2 separate regions of the Mus musculus genome follow, and region 1 is linked to region 2. The links are chromatin contacts, called in public HiChIP or PLAC-seq maps. All regions are on one chromosome and are shown on one strand. The core of a region is the stretch at or near the end of the contact, and the rest is flanking DNA. Distances in the headings are between cores, read along the strand shown. Region 1 overlaps Gm26839 (predicted gene, 26839). Region 2 overlaps Foxn3 (forkhead box N3).

Region 1 (6,105 bases), core at 996-3,495, 390 kb before region 2:
CAAAAAAAAATGAGGCAGAAAGTGACTGAAAAGGGCAGCTGACACTGACATCTGCCCTCTGTGTGCTCCTACGTGAATATAGTCTCTCTCTCTCTCTCTCTCTCTCTCTCTCTCTCACACACACACACACACACACACACACACACACACACAAACACATCACACACATATACATACATTTCAAATAATAGTAATGACAGATTAACAATCGAAAGGGCTATGGCTTACCTTTGTACACAATCACCAACCACTCACTAGAGTGTTAGCAGGTATATTCGAGATTAAGGTGTGTTACTGATGTGGTCCACAGATGCACAATGGTGTGTGCTATTATCCCCATCCACCTCCCCCAGTTTGTACCCACAGCATCCTCAGCCGGCATTTTGACAGGCTGACAGCTAGGCCTGCTGTTCATTGTTGACCATGACTCTCGTTGCCTCGTGTTGCCTGCACCACACATCTGGAAATGTGAGCACAGCCACGGGAGATCCATCGTCCCTTCTCGGTTGGTGTTGAAACCCACCAGTTCGTCAAGAGCTTCTGAAGCGCCTCACTTGTGCTTCCTCAGCAATCCGTTCTCAAAATACAGTCTCTGAGCAGAGGTTTTACCCACAACTATCACTAATGCGCTCTCATCCTACGGTCCTTCTCTTTATTGTTAGTAATTCGGGACAGACCCCAGGAGGCTGTGGGTTCTGCCCTGTGGGATCCTGGGACAAAGGACTTGATGCTTTAGCACTTGGGTGTGTATTCAGGTACCCATGTGCTTAGAGGCTAGGGCTCAGTGTCTTCCTCTCTCATGCTCAGCCCCGCCCCTTTTGAGACAGGGTCTCTCACTAACCCTGGAGCTCACTGGTTAGGTGAGACTTGCTGGCCAGCAAGCCCCGGCAGCCTCCTGCCTCAGCCTCCCCAGGTGCTGGGGTTACAGAACACAGCACCACCCCCAGCTTATCCTCAAGGGAGCTGGGCATCCATCCAGGTCCCCATACTTGCACAGCAACCACGGTAGCTACCTGAGCCATCTCTTCAGTCTGCCATTGGCTATTTCTGGCCCAGAGTATGCAGGTCACGTGGACAGAGTTTTCAAAGCCCACCTGTGACTCTTGTCATTCCATGCCTGCTCTGGTCACCTCCCGCTCCGTCCTTGGGCACCATGGTGGCTGTTGCAGTCTTACTGATGCCTATAGTAACAGCCACTGTTAAAAGCTCACTATGCACCATGTGCTTTCAGAAGGGCGATGTGGGCTCCATCTAGACTTGGTTACATTTGAACTTTATCGCCAAATATGTTGGTGACCTTCAACACTTCTTTCAATGGTTTCACCTTTTAAAGATTCCATTTCCTAATGGAAAAAAAAAATCTATAGCTACTTCATGGTATCGGCACACATACTAATGTACTTGTGTTTCATGTTCATGTTCCTTCCTCTTTTAGAGTCCAATTTGCTTCTGTTCCCCACCTGCCAAAACCCTACCCAGCCCAGGGAAAACACCTTTCTACAAACTTAACCAAACTTCAAAGGTCTATTTCCCCTGGGTTCCTAAAACTCCTGTTTATGTGTTTTATAACCTAGGGTTGTTCAAAGCATGCACACAAGGAACTGTCACAGCCACAGAATAGTCATAACTACCTTTGTCCAGTCCTGACGTCATGCGTGATTGTAGGGACTTCTGCGTGTGGCTTGCTTTGCCCATCTGCTTCTTAACCCTGGGAAACACTGCCTAAGAACCTCCTAACCTCAGACTCCCTTGATGTCAACTTCAACTTCTGATACTTTTCTGTTCTTTTTCCTCCTGTGTAGCACACACCCATCGGAACGATCACGTATGCAGGCAATTGGTTTGCCCAAGCAGAACGAAGCCACTTGAGTCTAACTGGTTGATCATGGCGTTCCCAGCATTTACGGCAGCGCCCAATACTTAGATGATGTCCGAGAAGCCCGGATATAAATGAACACCAAGTCCAGAGAGAACCAGGTTTGCGCATCAGCCCTAAAGCCCTGTGCTGTACCCTCCTTCCCTGCTGTTTAGCCACCCAGGATACCGAATACTGTTCCGGTTTACCAAGGGAAGCCTTTTTAAAAGGTTTTGGCCTTTCTTCTGAAGCTGCGGGGGGGTGGGGGGGGCACCACTGAGGATTGCAAAGGGAAGCACATAGTGTCCCCTCGTTTGTCTTCTGTGATCCAACTCCTGTCTGGACTGTCCAGCTGCTTAAAACACTGTCAGTGCCCTGTCACATGGGTTCCAAAAATAGCCCCTCCAGGAGACAAATGACGTGACCTTGGGTGCTGGCTATGCTCTGGATACGCTACTGGTGGGAGGATTCTGTCCATTGGGACTTTTTCCCTTCAGACTCAGGGATGTGGCTGGAGGCCATGCTGTCCTCAGCCTGTCTGTCTACTCTTAGGTTGGACAGTCTTAGAGTCTCTCTTCCATCTCCTCTTAAACTTGTATTTTCCAGAACAGCACCTAGATTTCTAGCAAGCAAACAGTACCTCCAGGCGTTCTGACGCAGGAGCTCTCACAGGGCATTAGCTGCCTTTGTATCACACTATTGTAACACTTGCTTCACTCCGCACTTTATGGCAAGCTGCCTTTCTACATCCTAGATTTTATACTTCTTCTTCTTCTTCTTCTTCTTTTAATACAAATGCTTTATTTAACAATTGTAGGTCATTCCATGGGCTAAATCGTGGATATCCAGAACCCAGCATCAAGCACAACCTTCGAGCTTCTCTTTCTGACTCCAATAGGGTGAGCATGTCACCCTCTCGAAGGGGGCCTTTGACATTTTGGATGATAGGGCGGCTGGTGTCACCCATAAATTCCACTCACACCTGCGTGCACTGTCCCTGCGAACCAATCCTGCCCAGCACTTTGGTTACCCTAGCCAGCTTGATGGGCTGCACGCGACTCGTGTCCATGATGGCGCTGATCTGGCGGAAAGATTTTACACTTCTTAAAACGAACATTCTCTTTCCATTTTCCTCTCCTCCCAGCTCAGGCCTTGCCCGTATCAACCGTTTCATAGTCACAGATCAACTGGCTTCAGTGGATGAACCGTTATCAAGCAAGAAGGAATTTTTTTTTTCTGCTCTGATTCGAGGGTCTGGTTGAACCTCAGGAGGAGACATGGGAAAGGCTGAGTAAGGGTCAGGGGATGCGACCTTTCCTTCTGACAGTTTGTCTGAATGTTTTCTCTCTCCCTTTATTACTGGGGATCAAAAGGAAGGAAGGAAGGAAGTGGTACGCGTGTGCCTTACAGGGCTTCTGCCAAGATCGATACTTTCTGTTTACAGATGATTTCCTTTCCATTTCTGTAGCGTTCTTACAAAGGGGAAAAAGAAGAAAAGAAGAAGAAGAAGTAAAGAGAAACTTGCAGCTGGGGAGAAGTCATTGGGAATTAAATGAATTTGTTGACCAGATTTTTTTTTTTTGACTAGCTAACACCATTCTATTTTCCCAATATCATTTTTTTAACTTTACTCATGTGACCCCACATTTTTCTTTTAAGGCTAGATATCTAAAAAAGAAGAAGAAAGAAAAAAGAAAAACAAAAAACTCATCTATTTTTGAGTTGAGTTGGTGTTTGCATGCGGGCACGTGGCTCTAGTAGATGCAGTTTACCACCATTATGCAATAAGTCTTTCACTTCTGCAGAAACACGAGGTCTATTTTTGCAGTTCCCACTCCTTGTGCTGAATGTAAAAGCCCCAGAAGGAGAGTGTTAAGAAAGTAAGGATTTATGCACCAGGCACACTCCCTCCGGGGCTGAGCCGAATACTTCCTTCTCCACGGTTTTGCAGGTGGTGTGGGTGGTGGAAGAATATTGAACTTATGCTGGGCTCCACTTTTCTAATTAGAACCTGAATCTTTGCCTCCTTGACCCAAAGGATGTCAAAGAAGGACACATTGAAGGCTCAATGGTTTGAATTCCTGTAAAATAGAAAATTTTGTTTCTCCCTCCTTTTTTTCTGTCCATATTCCTGAAGATTAAAACCAAACTTATTTTTCTTCCATTGGCTGCAGTGGTGGTTCTCTGTGTGTGTGTGTGTGTGTGTGCGCGCGCGCGCGTGTGCGTGTGCGCATTAGGCATCTTCCTCTGTCACTGCTTGCCTTAATTTCTGATGCAGATCTGTCAGTGAAGCTGAAGTTCCATCCGTTCAGCTAGACTGGCTGGAGTAGACCCCAGGGAGCACGGTGGCTCTGCTGCCCCAGCACTGGGATCATAAGTGTGTGCTGCCACACCCAGCTTTCTACAGGAATCCTTGGGATCCAAACTCTGTTCTTCATGCTTGCACAAAAGCACTTCGCTGAGCTACTTTTTAACCTCTCTTTGGGCTGCTTTTGATGACAGCTTCAGAAGGCTGAGCTTATTTCTAAAACAAAAACAAAAAAACCCTCACATTTTTTAACAAGTGGTTTTGAATTGCTGTGTTGTGTTTCTTTGAACTTTCTTCAAAAACCTGAAGGCCTGAGATTAGAATAATGGAGCCCAGACCCTTCTATGGCGTCTGCCATTTTTCTGATTTACTCAGGTGCTTAAACCTTAGGTTAAGCCTTATGAGTCTCCATCTGAGAGAAGAAAAGAGTGCTCAATTGCAAAGTAGTTAGTGATCTGGCAACGCCTCAAGGACGGTGCTGTCATCTTCCTGAGGTTGGAAAGATGGCGTAGCTATTGGGAGCAGGAGTGAAAGCCCAACCATGACCCATCATGGACGCCCACGATACTATCTCTGTGTTAAGACCCTACTGACAGAAGCAGGAAGCTTCAGACAGACAGCTCACAATTTCAAACATCTGGGCGTGTTGATCCTCGCACCTACACGGGATGCTGGCCACTGGCTGGACATTTTCTTAGCATTCTAACAATTCTCAAAGAGGTGGCTGCAGTACAAAATGTGCCAGTTGGCATCTACTAATCTAGCTATGTTTGTCTTTTCCTGTCCCTAGCACCTGTTGAGAATGTGAGGTTCTCGGTAACCATATGTGTGCCATGGGCGTCTCTTAAAAGATATTAGCAGCTGCAATGTACATATCAATGAGAGACAGGTTAAATTGAGTTTCACTGGTAGTGATGTATCCAGAACATTACCATTTTGATGGACGATCAATATAAACATATGAGTCCAACACGTTGATTTCCCTCTTCCTGCTATGTCTTGGAAATCCAGCATCTAGTCTGTGCCTTGCAGCACATCTCAGCTCAGGCCAGTCATATTTCAGGAGCTGTGTGTTATGAGCATCTTCCTCATGGTATCATTGATACAGCGCATGCCCATCACTGTAGGAAAGTTCTGTTGGACAGCACATATGTAGCCTAGTCCTGAGGATTGTTATCTAGAAATTTGTCTTTGTGAAGAAGGCATTGCCTGTCATTTTTACGTTTCAAAGAGCCTCAGGGCAGTGTCTTTCTGGCATCAGAGTAACAAGAAAAGTCTGTTTCTCACTTTTTGGACCTGTTTTCCCTCAGGCCTCAAACTGCAATAAAGCCCCCAAGAAAGCAGACAGCACAGCCACTGTCCCTACCATGCCAGGACCCAGCTGTTCCCCAGAGCACATGTCTTGTCCACACTGATCTCGTGGGTTGTTGTCTGCTGATATAGTCATTAAGATAGCAATACTTTATGACCCTAAGTGTGGTGGTTTGAATATGCTTGGCCCAGGGTTTGGCACTATTAGGAGCTGTGGCCTTGTTGGAGTAGGTGTGACCTTGTTGGAAGCCACAGTGTCACAGTAGGGGTGGGTTTTGAGACCCTCCTCCTAGCTGGAAGTCAGTATTCTCCTGCTTGCCTGCAGAACAAGATGTAGAACTCTCAGCTCCTCCACTACCATGTCTGCCCAGATACTACCATGCGTCCCACCATGATGATAATGGTCTGAACCTCAGAACCAGTAAGCCAGCCACAATTAAATGTCCTTTATAAGAGTTGCCTTGGTCTTGGTGTCTCTTTACAGCAACGGAAACTCTAAGACATCAAGCCTCTTCTGATGTGGGTTGCATCAACCCTCAAAGGTATGCAAAGGTACAGTGGGCTGGGAGATGGTCACCAGTCTGGGATGAAGCTCTCATCCTAACATTTGCCCATGTCTGGGGTATAAACA
Region 2 (6,408 bases), core at 2,286-4,785:
TGTGAACGTCACCTCTCATTTACATCCTAGGCCGTAGGAAGCACTAATGCTGACATAGCTCTGCACCTGGAGCATCCCCTTCAAAACTGAACATGCACATGCATGCACACATACAGCCACGCCTATGCGTGAGCCAGTGCAGAGGTATGCTTCGAGTTCTCACTGTCAGGACCGAGGAGATGAGAAAGGGACCCGCTAACCACTCCTGCTGGAGATGTCCTCCCACCCCCACCCCCCCACCCTCCCCCCGGCAGGAGTCATCCCCATGAGTCTGTAGGAGAGATTCCCTGGGCCATCATAGTGAGCTAAGCAGTACCCAGTTGTAAACTTTTTTTTTTTCCTGTCTAGGTCTTCAATAATATTAGGGTACATTCTGGAGAGTTTGGCCCGCCTATGAGTGGCTTGGCCTTAAAATGGAACCACAGTACCACATTGCATCACCTCTACCCTGCCTACTAAGTGGCCACAGAGAGAAGGGCAGGGCTGATGTAGTTTAGTAGGGCTCACGGAGCAGTGTTGACTTAATGATGACAGGTTGACAGGTCGCTCGTTGCCTTGCTTGGGCCTGACTCCCACCCACTGCCTGGTGTCTTTCCTTTCCCTTTCTCATCTTTATAGCTGACCTGAAGTCAAGATGTCTCCCCCGCCTCACAGCCTGAGGCCATTGCATCTGTCCATGCCCCACATCTGGCCAGAACCACACTGAGCCGAGAGGTGGTACACTAAGATCTGCGTGTCTTCTGTCAGGGTGCTGCTCGGTCACACGTGCAGAAAGTAACTTGACATGGCTGATCCTCCTGTGACACTGCTAGTGACTGCTCCCTACCTATCTTGCGCCTGTGACTATGTTTCCGGCTGGCGTGGAGCTCTGGCTTTCTGAAGATATCATTGCCTTCCAAAGCAATGAGAATCCCCCCACTTTGGAGACGGTGGCACTTCCCACAAGAAAACATCGCTCCCAAGATGCACAGTAGATTCATGGTGGAATGATAAGAATTCCAGACCCCTGTCCCGTCGTTTTTCTTTGTACCAATTTTAAAAGATCCAAGAGATATTGCCAAGTGAGCATATTCAGAGAGCCTGGCCCTGTGTCTGGGGCCACCCTTACCTGCCCTGACTGCAGAACACTCACTCCCCATTGCCAGCCTCCTTTTCCTGGCCTATGGAAGGCAAGGCTGCTCACACCTCCAGCCAGCCTACTCTACCGCTAAGCAGATAGCAGGTCACCTAGCTAGCCTGGAATGTGGCTCTTAAGTGTCAGAGGAATCTGTACTTAAAATCCATTCTTAGATGACATTTCAGGAAGAAATTATAGACTCCAGTGGTAATCAAGTCACAGGCTGCAAAGGTTCCTATGATAAGGTGGCATGACCTGTCTTAGTGGAAGCACTCAGATCTCTCAGAGCTGTGTAAATTGAAACCCCTTCCTCAGCTCGATGCCACTGTGTGCTGTGGGTATTACTTCATGTGTATGTACTTCAGATAGACTGGTCCCTAGGCTGAGAAGGGAATGGAGAGTCTAGGAAAGTCAAGGGGTGTGGAGTGAGCACTAAACAGATCTTCAGTGTCTCTCCTGAAAGTCTCTTATTCCTGGCCTCTTGACCACAGGTTGGGTTCTCCTGAATTGCTAACAGGATTGCTTTTTGATATTTCCTTGGCCAAACGAGCCTTTCCTCTCTCCATCCCTGTAACTCTCCAACTGTAATTCTCTTTCTGCAATATCCACAGTCCTATTTACGTCCAAGTGCCGCACTGAGTTTTAAAAGCGCTCATGTGTTAAAGGTGTGGATTCTTTTTCCATTCTTTCTAGGGTGGGGTTCCACGTCATCCTGGCTGGCCCCCAAACTTGCTGTGTAGCCAGGGATGACCTTGAACTACTTCTCCTCCTGCCGCCATTTCTCTGGCAAGCACCACCTTACCTTATGTGCATATGTGCGCTAGGGATGGAAACCAGGACTCTGACGGAGCTCTATTACCCAGCTCTGTAGGATCATTTTAGTGGGCTTTTTAAAAAGAAAGCTTTTACCAACATTCTGTGAAAGTGTAGCCACACCCTTCTCGAGGGCCCAGGCCAAGAAGGCTCTCCAGGGTCCTGGCAGGCACCACTGGGATGCCCATGAAGGTCACCAGAGGACACACTCAGAGACAGGAACAGCAGTGGGGACTGAGAACAAGAAGAGCGTGGACACTGGCTTCATATCTGCCTTCCCATCTGGAGGTCAAGTGTAAGCACAGTCAGTGGCAGGCTGCAGAGCCCCTAAAGATTGGAACCGTGCCATAGTTAGGGATCATGTCAAATCCATCATCTCCTAGTGGACACAACCAGAGGGAAGTATATCCACAGGTCTTTTTAGCCCATTCCAACTATAGCTTTATTTTCCTCTACATTGCCCGGTTGGGGTTGGGAGTGGTTTTGCAAGACTGGGTTTCCCTATGTAGCTGTCCTGGAGCTTGCTCTATAGCCCAGGCTGGCCTCAAACTCAGAGGTCAGCCTTCCTCGGCCTCCCAAGTGCTGGGATTGAAGATGCGTACCACTACTGCCTGGCAACGTTGCTGGTCTATTGCCTTGAGATTGGAGGCAGTGCCTCGATCCCTAAAGGGAGAAATCATACAGAGCCAGAATGATGACGATGCTGTCTCCCACCCTGCTACTGTTGCCCCAGGCCTAGGTATGAATCCTCAGTAAATGTATAAAGGCAACAGCCAGCCTCCATGATGGAGAACTGGCAGCGTGCATAGTGAAGCTCGTGGTTGTGTGTCCCTCTCTCTGTGGGTTCACACAGACCTTTTCCCATGGTCAGGAGCTGGCCAGCCTGGCTTCTGAGAACCCCATATGTTTTCTGCTGCTCTCTTCCCTGGGGCTGGGTGCTGTGACCAGGCTCTGTTTATAGAGCCTCCTCGCGCCTTGCTATTTATAGCTTCCTGCTTCACCCCTGAGCTGCCCCTCTGAGTGGCAAGCTACCCACCTCCTCTCCTGGCACTGTTCAGTCCTGGCAATTAACAGGCTAGCTTGGTTGCTAGAAAGGGCTCCCCCCACCCCGCTTTGTCATTGTGCTTTGTAGCCACTGCACTTCAGGTCACCAAGTGGCAGCCCCTTAGATTTCTTCCCTGTTTGGCATCCGAAAGTCTAAGCCAGGGCCAGCACACTGTCTCTAATGCTCAGTGAGTTTTAGAAAAGAGTCTGCCTGAGACGCTAGTGAGAACCCAGGAGCCCTGTGCCCCCTGCAGGGGTCGGACTGCAGTCCCGAGGGTCACCCCCTCTTGTTTCAGTTGTCTACTGCAATTTGCAGAGAGGCACAGTTAATTAAAGCCTTGGCTTCTAACAGTTCGTGCCCCTGGTGTCACTCAGTGTGTGGGATACATTCTGCAAGAAGGGCCATCGCGCGCAAAATGCCACTTCCAGAACAGCCAAGAGCATGGCTGTCTACTCATCTTACCTTCTGAAATCAAAATCTATCCACCTACTCCAGTCTCTCCCTAAAACGTGGTGGTGTAGACGGATCTCAGCTGCTCGCATCTCCTGAATCACCTGCCTAGTAGCTCCCTTGACAATCCTTATGAATCATCTTTAACCCCTGTGGAGAAACTAGGTCACCATAAGCCATCTCCAAAGGCTTATATAATCCTTGGTTGGAATTTTCCCAGAGACGGAACTCTCAATAATAAACAAAACAGCAGAATGGACCAAGAGGGGTGGGGAATGCTGTCTGGAACCGGGGTATATGTCCTTTATATAGGGCTCCACAGAAGAAAGACCACAGGAAACAGGTTGTGCCCTGCCTGCCCTGCCTGCCGTGACAGCCCTTCCCCAGCCTGCTTCCAAGCAAGCAGGTGGAAAGGGTGCCTTCAGGGGAGGAATGATGGCAGGAATGGCCTGCTGCTCTACTTATGGCCTCTCATAGTGTTAGCCAGGGCTGCCCTCCAATGGCAGAGCTGCAAGCTCCCTGCTGAGGTTAATTTTAGACCTTGCAAAGACTAAGGGAGATGCATATCAAAGAGCGAGGCAGGTGAAGTGCTGATGGCCAGCACAGTGTGCAGGAATGTTTGTTTTATGCCTCGGACCTTTCAGAACAGAAATGAGCTTTAGACCCTGGAAAGTGGCTCCGTCAGTAGTACTTGTGTGAGCACCTGAGTCCCAGACGTGGGGTTTGGGGTTAGGGAATACATGCCTGTAATTCTGGTGCTAGGGGGGCAGGGACAAGCAATCCCTAGCTCAATGGCCATCGAGTATGCACTGATCCATGCTGCTTCTCCCTGGCCAGGTGTGAGTGTCACAGTCTAGCTGATTTGAGAAGGCCTTGGAGACATTTAAGAAAACCAGTAAGTGCTGGGGAGTCTGGTGCTGAAGCCTGTGCAGTGGCTCCAGCAACCGTTCTCTTCTCCCGGGTTGCTGGGAGAAAAGATGGGAATGCTGTCGACCAGAAAGGGATGCTTAGACCTCTTCTACTGAGCACACAGAGTTAGAAGTTGCCTTCAAATGTGTATTTTCTTTAGTATTTGACTGAGCTGCCTCCTAACTCCATCTCAGAACGTGAGGTGATGGGTTGTGTTGGTCTTTGAATGTATTGATTTTTTTTTTTCAGGAGGTGCATAGTGAGAGAAGGGGTCTTAGTCAGGGTTTCCATTGCTGTAATGAAACACCACAAACAAAAAGCAAGTTGGGAAGAAGGGGTTTATTTGTCCAGGTCATAGTCCATCATTGGAGGAAGTCAGGTAGAAACTCAAGCTGGGCTAGAACCTGGAGGCAGGAGCTGATGCAGGGGCCATAGAGGGGTGCTGCTTACTGGCTTGCTTCATGTGGCTTGCTCAGCCTGCTTTCTTATAGAGCTCCAGGACCAACAGCCCAAGGATGGCGCCACCTACCATGGGCTTGGGCCTCCCCCATTGATCATTAATTAAGACAATGCCTTACAGCTGGATCTCATGGAGGCATTTCCTCAACTGAGGCTCCTTCCTCTCTGATGACTCTAGCTTGTGTCAAGTTGACACACAAAACCAGCCAGTACAGAAGGGAAAGAAAGATGCTAATTTTAGGCTAAGGGCAGGCGACTGGGCTCATATTCCTGCCTAGTGTTCAGTGGAAAAGGAGACGGCTCTCAATGCCTTTTTCCACAGAGCCATTGTGAACTGGCTGTGCCAGTTTCCAGAGACCTCATTCCTGACACTTGCGGGTGGGGACAGAAAGGAGAAGAGATGGAGGCACACTTAAGTGTCACAGCTGGCTCTTGGCAGCCAGTGAGCGGGCACATGCATGCTCACCATCTCAGTCTGGAGTGTGCTGCCAGTGAGGAAAACCAAGAAATGGCAGGGACTGGAGGCCAGACTCAGCAGCTCCCCTGAGAAGGAGGGCTGGGTTCAGAGGGTGAGCCACCTTACGTAAACGTTCCCAGGCAGTTTCAAATCTCAGGCACACATCTGCTACTGCTGCCAGGTTGCTTTGAAATGAATACAGCACATTAATTGGGAAGATGTGTATGTAGGGTTAGGGCTAGCTACCAAAGGCATAGTAGACTGGAAAGAATTGAATTTCCCCCATTAAACCGTGTGCCTTAGAGATAATTCACTGGAGTTTCTGGAGAGGTGATGTGGGCTGCTTGAAGGATAATGGGAGCAGAGTTGACATTAAAGCACACATCACCAGCCCCTAGGCTAAGCAGTTTTCATAGCCTTCCTTATGTAATCCTCAGAACAACCCTACAAGGTGTGTTTGTGCCACCTGACTAGGGTGGGATACCCAGTGTTATCTGATGCCATGCTACACAGAGCCCTTCTTAGACTCTGCACAGTGGGTCAGGAGTATCTCCAAAGCCTGGCCTCCAATAGGTGTTTGCTGGAGCCAGTTTCTTCCTGTTTTCCCTTCCTGCCGAAGTGTCCTGGTGTGTGAAGTGTCTGGACGTTCAGGCAGAGAACTGTGCATATGGGGCATGGGCCTCTGACCGTGGGTCCTCCTCATTGGCGGGTGACTCATGACCACATGAGTGTGCCCTGTGACTCCCATTGGCCCACTTCCCTTCCAGGGGTGATGCTGACAGTATGTACCTGGGAACCAAATTATCACAGGAGCCGTCATTGCTGTCGTCATTGCTGTCCTAGCCACTCGGTCACCAGGAACGCAGCTCAGGCCTAGCTCAGTCTAGCTTTCGTCTTGTTCCCTTTTGTGGGTTTTCAGCTGACCTGAGGTTGGGGAGGCACAGTGCCTCGGGGTTCTTCTGTTGAACGTGGGTCTGACGATGATACCGACTCTCACGCATTTCCTAGATATGAGTGCGTCTCTAACCTCAGTAAACCTCCCCTGCAAGATCACTTTGGTGGGAACACCACTTGCAGGGGGTGAAACATCCCTGGCTTACTTGAGTTGACATAGCTTGCTTCAGAGACAAAGCAATTAACTGGCAGAAGTGGGGCACA

What was found. HiChIP or PLAC-seq counts read pairs in DNA pulled down with a chosen protein or histone mark.
Region 1: an H3K27ac HiChIP or PLAC-seq map of heart atrium shows a contact between it and region 2, with 4 times the contacts expected there. The contact joins two enhancer-like sites. A contact is called at or near these places in 1 of 484 Hi-C or Micro-C datasets (cerebral cortex) and 1 of 115 datasets of contacts at active chromatin or transcription factors (heart atrium).

The regions. Positions count from the first base shown.
Region 1 is chr12:99,606,046-99,612,150 of GRCm38.p6, reverse strand. The region is part of intron 2 of Gm26839 (predicted gene, 26839); the gene reads right to left. It overlaps Gm35644 (a long non-coding RNA gene), which reads left to right. Exons shown (of 4, transcript XR_001780667.2): 4 at 1,803-2,055. Among named protein-coding and RNA genes, the nearest start is that of Gm35644, 11 kb to the left of the region's middle. Within about 2 kb of position 2,245, at least 48 of the 459 cell types and tissues checked have an H3K27ac peak or open chromatin away from gene starts, as enhancers often do. A contact at or near this core is called in heart atrium, where this site is marked.
Region 2 is chr12:99,213,153-99,219,560 of GRCm38.p6, reverse strand. The region is part of intron 4 of Foxn3 (forkhead box N3); the gene reads left to right. Among named protein-coding and RNA genes, the nearest start is that of 4930474N09Rik, 54 kb to the right of the region's middle. Within about 2 kb of position 3,535, at least 38 of the 459 cell types and tissues checked have an H3K27ac peak or open chromatin away from gene starts, as enhancers often do. A contact at or near this core is called in heart atrium, where this site is marked.